Linked DNA regions of Bos taurus: region 2 is linked to region 1. The links are chromatin contacts, called in public Hi-C maps. All regions are on one chromosome and are shown on one strand. The core of a region is the stretch at or near the end of the contact, and the rest is flanking DNA. Distances in the headings are between cores, read along the strand shown.

What was found. A called contact is a pair of places that touch in the nucleus more often than the background predicts.
Region 2: a Hi-C map of skeletal muscle shows a contact between it and region 1, with 6 times the contacts expected there. The contact joins the promoter of MGLL here to the enhancer-like site in region 1. A contact is called at or near these places in 2 of 11 Hi-C or Micro-C datasets (liver and skeletal muscle).

Annotation. Positions count from the first base shown.
Region 1 is chr22:59,692,383-59,695,082 of ARS-UCD2.0, forward strand. No RefSeq gene overlaps it. Among named protein-coding and RNA genes, the nearest start is that of MGLL, 43 kb to the right of the region's middle. Within about 2 kb of position 1,414, at least 2 of the 102 cell types and tissues checked have an H3K27ac peak or open chromatin away from gene starts, as enhancers often do. A contact at or near this core is called in liver and skeletal muscle, where this site is marked.
Region 2 is chr22:59,735,767-59,738,466 of ARS-UCD2.0, forward strand. MGLL (monoglyceride lipase) reads left to right here and starts at 1,371. Exons shown (of 8, transcript NM_001206681.1): 1 at 1,371-1,460; 2 at 2,677-2,700. The coding sequence starts at 2,697.

The sequences.
Region 1 (2,700 bases), core at 164-2,663:
CATCTTTGCTTTAGAGTTGCTTCTTAAGTCACCCAAAACAGATCTCCAGAAACGTGCGGTCTTTTATAGGCTGTGTGGATCGCTCTTCCTGAGTACATGCAGCGAGCAGAGACTAGAACACCTTCAAACGTTTTAGAAACTTCTATTTGGGGAGATTTTGAACATACATAAAAGAACAGAGAATAAATAATGACTGGCTTCATGAATTATTAATTAATGGTCTATTTTGTTTTACCTGTTCCTCCTCCATTTTGCAGTAATAACTTTAATTTTATTACTTTAATTGAAGGATAGTCGAATTACAATGCGGTTCCAATCTCTGCTGTGCAGCGAGGTGACTCAGCTATACACGTGTATGCCTTCTTTAGAGTATTCATTTCCGTTGCGGTTTATCCAGGGATTGGACGTGGCTCCCTGTGCTGTGCGGTAGGTCCTTGCGTCTCCCGTCCGGTATGTGGTGCTTTGCACCTGCTCATCCCACGTTCCCACCCTCCCCTCCGCCCGGGGCACCTGCAGTCTGATCTGTGTCTCTTTTGTTGTTAGGTTCGTTTGTGCCATATTTTAGGGTCCACATGCGAGCGACATCGCGTGGGGTTTGCCTTTCTCTGTCCTGCTTAGTATAATCATCTGCAGGTCCGTCCACGTTGCTGTGGTGGCATTACTGAGCTCCTTTCCATGGCTGAGTAGTATTCCGTTGTGTAGAGGCATCGTATCTTTATCCGTCGCTCTGTTGAGGGCCGCTTAGGCTGCTTCCACGTCTTGGATATTGTAACTGGGGCTGTAATGGACACTGGCTATGTGTATCTTGTTGGACCATGTTTTTCTCGGGATAGATGCCCAGGCGTGAGGTTGCTCGGTCACATGGCGGCTCTATTTTTAGTTTTTGGGGAACCACACTGTTCTCCATAGTGGCTGCACCAATTTACATTCCCACCAGCAGTGTAGGAGGGTTCCCCCTTTCTGCACACCCTCTCCAGCGTCTGACACTTGGAGACTTTTTAGTGGTGGCCATTCTGACCATGTGAGGTGGTGCAGTAATCTTTTTAAAGTGAGTCTCGAGCGTCAGTCATTGAATCCATCAGCATCATCACCTTCCCCCTCATTGACTCGTACGTGCTTTTCACGGCTAATCCATGTGCCTCAGGGTCCAGATCCCCACTCTGCACTTGGTTGACAGGTCCTTAAATCTTAGTGTATGGACTCTCCCTCTGCCTTTTTCATCTTTTTCCTGGAGTTTACTCAGTGAGAAGTCAGCTCTCTTGTCCTGCAGCTTCCCGCACCGTGTGCTTTGCTGAGTCCACCACGTTCCTTCATCACCTTCATGTCTGGTCAGCCGGTGTTTTGGCCAAGAGGACTCGGATGGTCAGTCTGGCCCGTTCTGTCCACCGCTGGCCTGTGGCCTTCTGGGTTCAGGAGCAGCGATGACCTCTGCCCAGATCCATCGTGTGACAAGCAGGCAAAACGGCAAAGCTCTGATTCTGTCCTTCTTGTTATTTGCTGGATTTTTTTTTTCCCAAAAGAAGATTTTTCTTTCTTTGATTTATGATTATTCTAGGGCAGAGTGCCTTAGATGTCTGATTTTTTCCTTCATATTTACCAGTTTTCAGAATAATAATTAGTTTCTAAACATCCTCCAGAGATGACAAAGATTTTTAATTTTAGTTTCACTTTGAACCTGTGGGTGATGAGCTCCAATTCCCCGAAGTTACTCTCTCTGATGATCAAATCGCCTAATTTTTGGCTCGTTTGACCCCTTTCAGTTTCCTCTTGAGTCCTTTTGACGTGACCCTGGGAAAGACAGGTGTTTCAGGCTTATCTTCTGTGTTTCCTGCCCCATATCTGGAATTACCTGTATTCCATGGACCCTTGATAGCCTCTTAGCAGGAAAGGCACTTAAAAACCACAAGCTGGTATTTTTCGTTCAGTTGAAGTCTTACAGAGTTTTTCCTTAAGTTGTTAGATTTTATATTTTTTCAGCAATAACAGCAAAAAGCTCGGTTCCTAGTGATACGTGTTGCCTACTTCTTATTTACTGTGTGTGTGTGTTTCAGAATTACAGCATCAGTAATCACTGTACTGATTGTTAAAAACACTCTAAGATTTGCTTGCACTTCTTTGGTCTTTAGAGCGCCTCTTGCTGGGGGTGCAGATGACTGTTTCTAACTCACATCTCGAAACCCTCTGTGTGTCTAACTTCCCTTCCTGTCCCTTCCAACTCATCCTGTCCCAGCTTCACAGGGAGCCTATTACGGCTGTGTTCCTGCTGCCTTTTGGGGAACGGGCTGGAGACTTTTCGCTTTGTCTTCTCATCTCCCTGTGAACAAGTCCTCCATGTGCCCTAAGTCCCAGCTCAGCTGTGATCCCCTCTTTAAGCTGCATCCATGTCCCCTGACAAGGCACCTTTCAGGGCACTCCGCATTGTCCCTCTGTACCCGCTTCTCGGCCATGTCTGTGTCTCATCGCTCACGAGTTCCAGGAGCCCGTGTGTCCTGCTCTGGCATGCTCGAGCCTCCCACAGCATCCGGGGGAAGGGCAGCAGGGGCTCCCTGCCAGCCGGACAGGGGCTGACAGGTCACAGATGCAGGTTGTCTGGGGAAGGGCCTGCCCAGAGAGAGCCTCATTTCAGGGGCCTGCATGTTCCCTGAGCTGTGTGAATATGCACTAAAAAGAATGTCATCAACCTGCTGGAACATCGCGCAT
Region 2 (2,700 bases), core at 121-2,620, 43 kb after region 1:
TCTGCCTGCAATGTAGGAGACCTGGTTTGATCCCTGGGTTGGGAAATCCCCTGGAGAAGGGAAAGGCTACCCACTCTAGTATTCTGGCCTGGAGAATTCCATGGGCAGAGGAGTCTGGTGGGCTACAGTCCATGGGGTCAGAGTCGGACACAGCTGAGCGACTTTTACTTGACTTCATATTAAAGGGGGCTTGGTATGCTTTCGGGTCCCCCACAACGTCCCTCGGACCCCAGCCTGGCTCTGGAATGAATTCTAGTCCAGGTACCAGCCATGTGCCAGCCCCTGGCTTCCTGCTTGGACATGGCCGCCTCCAGGACTGGCCTTGCCTGGGGCCTGTCGCTTGGCCAGCCCCGCTCCGTCAGAGGCCTGTGACCTGCCACCAGGCAGGGCTCACATCCCAGCTGTTGTGTAAGTTAGCTCGTAGGCCTTAAGCAGCCGGGGCCTCCCCACACACGGGCCGTGTGACTCTGGAGGACAGTGGCTCTTTTCAACACTGCTGTGGTGTCAACATGTTTGTGACCGAGGGAGGGATGCGGGAGAGGTCACTGTGAGCAGGGGACACCTGTCCGTCCTGGGGGCAGAGGTCCTGTCCTGGGCTGCCAGTGAGGAGACCAGGGCTCCCAGGGCGAGCGCCGGAGCTGGTGCTGGGCCCAGGGGGATCTAGGCTCTGGTCCAGCTGCCCCCACCCCACCCCCACCCGCCCCGTGGACAGCTGCACCCAAGGGTGTTCAGACCGTCCCTGGCCTGCACCTGACCCTGAGGTTTTGTGTGTCCCCCAGGGAGGGTCTCTGGGGCCAGGCCTGCCCTTGTCGGCCTGGCCCCACCTCCTGGAAGTGGTGCCACGTCCCCCCACCGCGCCCCAGCCATTATTTGTGTCTGACTGTGTGGGGTGTGTGTGTCTGTGTCCCAGCGCCTCTCTGTTCCTTTTTCTGCATGTTGTGTGGGTTTGTGTGTCCATCTGCGTGTACTGAGGGTGTGTGTCTGTCTGCGGGGGTGTCTGTGTCAGAGTGCCTCTCTGTGTTCCTTTTTCTGCGTGTTATCTGGGTGTGTATATCTGCGTGTACTGAGTGTGTGCGCGGTGTCCACGTGTGTGATTCTGGAGGGGGGACGCCCGGGCGCCTGTGTCGCTCCTGCATGCGTGTCTGTGCCGCGGGTGTGCGCGCGAGGTGTGTGCGCGCGTGGGTGTGGCGTGTCCTCCCGCAGCCCGGTTCGTTCGGGGCGCGCCAGTCCCCCGGGCGCCACCCCGGGGGCGCGGCCGGCGGGGAGGAGCGCACGGCGGGCCGGCCGGGCAGCCGGCCGCACACGTGGGCCCGGCGCCGCCCCCCGCGGCCCACCCCCGGCCGCCCCCGCCGGGAGGGAGCCGGGATAAGTGGCGGCGCGGACGCCGCGCCCTGTCTCCGGAGCGGCGGCGCGCAGCTCTCGGTCCCGACCGCAGACGAGGACTCGGCGCTCGTGGCCCGGTAACTGCCTGCGTCCCCGCCCCGAGCCGTCCCTGTCCCCCGGGTGCGGCCGCCCCGCGTCCCGCGGTCCCCGCGTCCCCGCGCTCGGCGTGGGCTCCCGCGCCCCTGTGCGCGTGTGCACGAGCGCGCGCGTGTCTGCGTGTGCCCGGCGCGTGCGCCCCGCTCCCTGGCGGCGGCCCCGAACCAACTTGTCGCCGCCGTCAACTCCGTGTCCGCGTGTCCGTCCCCCGCGGGCAGCCCTGCCGGCGGGGTTGCGCTCCCGGCGCCGGCGGACGCGGGCAGGCGGCAAAGTTTTTTGGGGGAGCCTGGCTGACTTTTCTGGGGGACCCGCGCTCGTGCGTGTCCGGGGGTGGGGATCTGGGCGCGCGGAGCTGGTGCCCTGGCAGCCGGGGCAGCGGGAGCCGGCCTCCTGGGAACCCTTCTCCCAGCCGCAGGGGTTTGTTTAGGAAGAGTGATGGGGGGCTAGCGTTGGGTGGCTCCGCCCGCAGACGGCGGGGGGGCGGGGGGGGCAGCTCTGGGCTCCGCGCTCCTAAAGCCAGGCGGGATCTGGGGCAGGGCGCTGGCTGGGAAGCTGGGGGAGCGTGGGGGGCGCCCCCCGCCTAGATGAGGGGGCTGCCCGGGCTGGCCTGGCCCTGACGCCCGGGGCTGTGTGCTGGTGGCCCGCAGAAGCCCGGGGCTGTGTGCTGGTGGCCCGCAGAAGCCCGGGGCTGTGTGCTGGGGGACCGCAGAAGCCCGGACGTGATGCAGACAGGTTTGTGGCCACACCTTTAGAATTTCGGGCAGAAGGAATTAACCGGAGCGTCATCCACCCCGTGACCGCGCCCCTGTGAAACTTCCTTGGGGGTTTTAGCATGGATGGGTGTTTTGCAGCTGGGTCTTTATGCCCACAGAGCTATCATCGCCACTTGATTACAGCTAAAATAGTCTTTAAGATGAAGTTTCCTGAAATGATTTAAAATAAACACAGATGGGGAGGGGGGGAAGAAAGCTGTAATGAGGCAGTTAAAAGATAAAGTGAGCATTTTTCTTAAGAACAAACGGGGTTTTCAGTTTTAAGAAATATATGTATCTGTAAAATTTTTGAAATGGAAGGGTTTTGTTTAAAAAAAAAAAAAAACTGCTTTAAAAAAACGTTAGTGACTCTGAACAAGGTTTCCCTCCTGATGTCTCTGTTCTGCCATCGCTCTGACCTTGCACCATTCCGTTTCTTCCCCAGCACCTGAAGATCCTTTCAGAATGC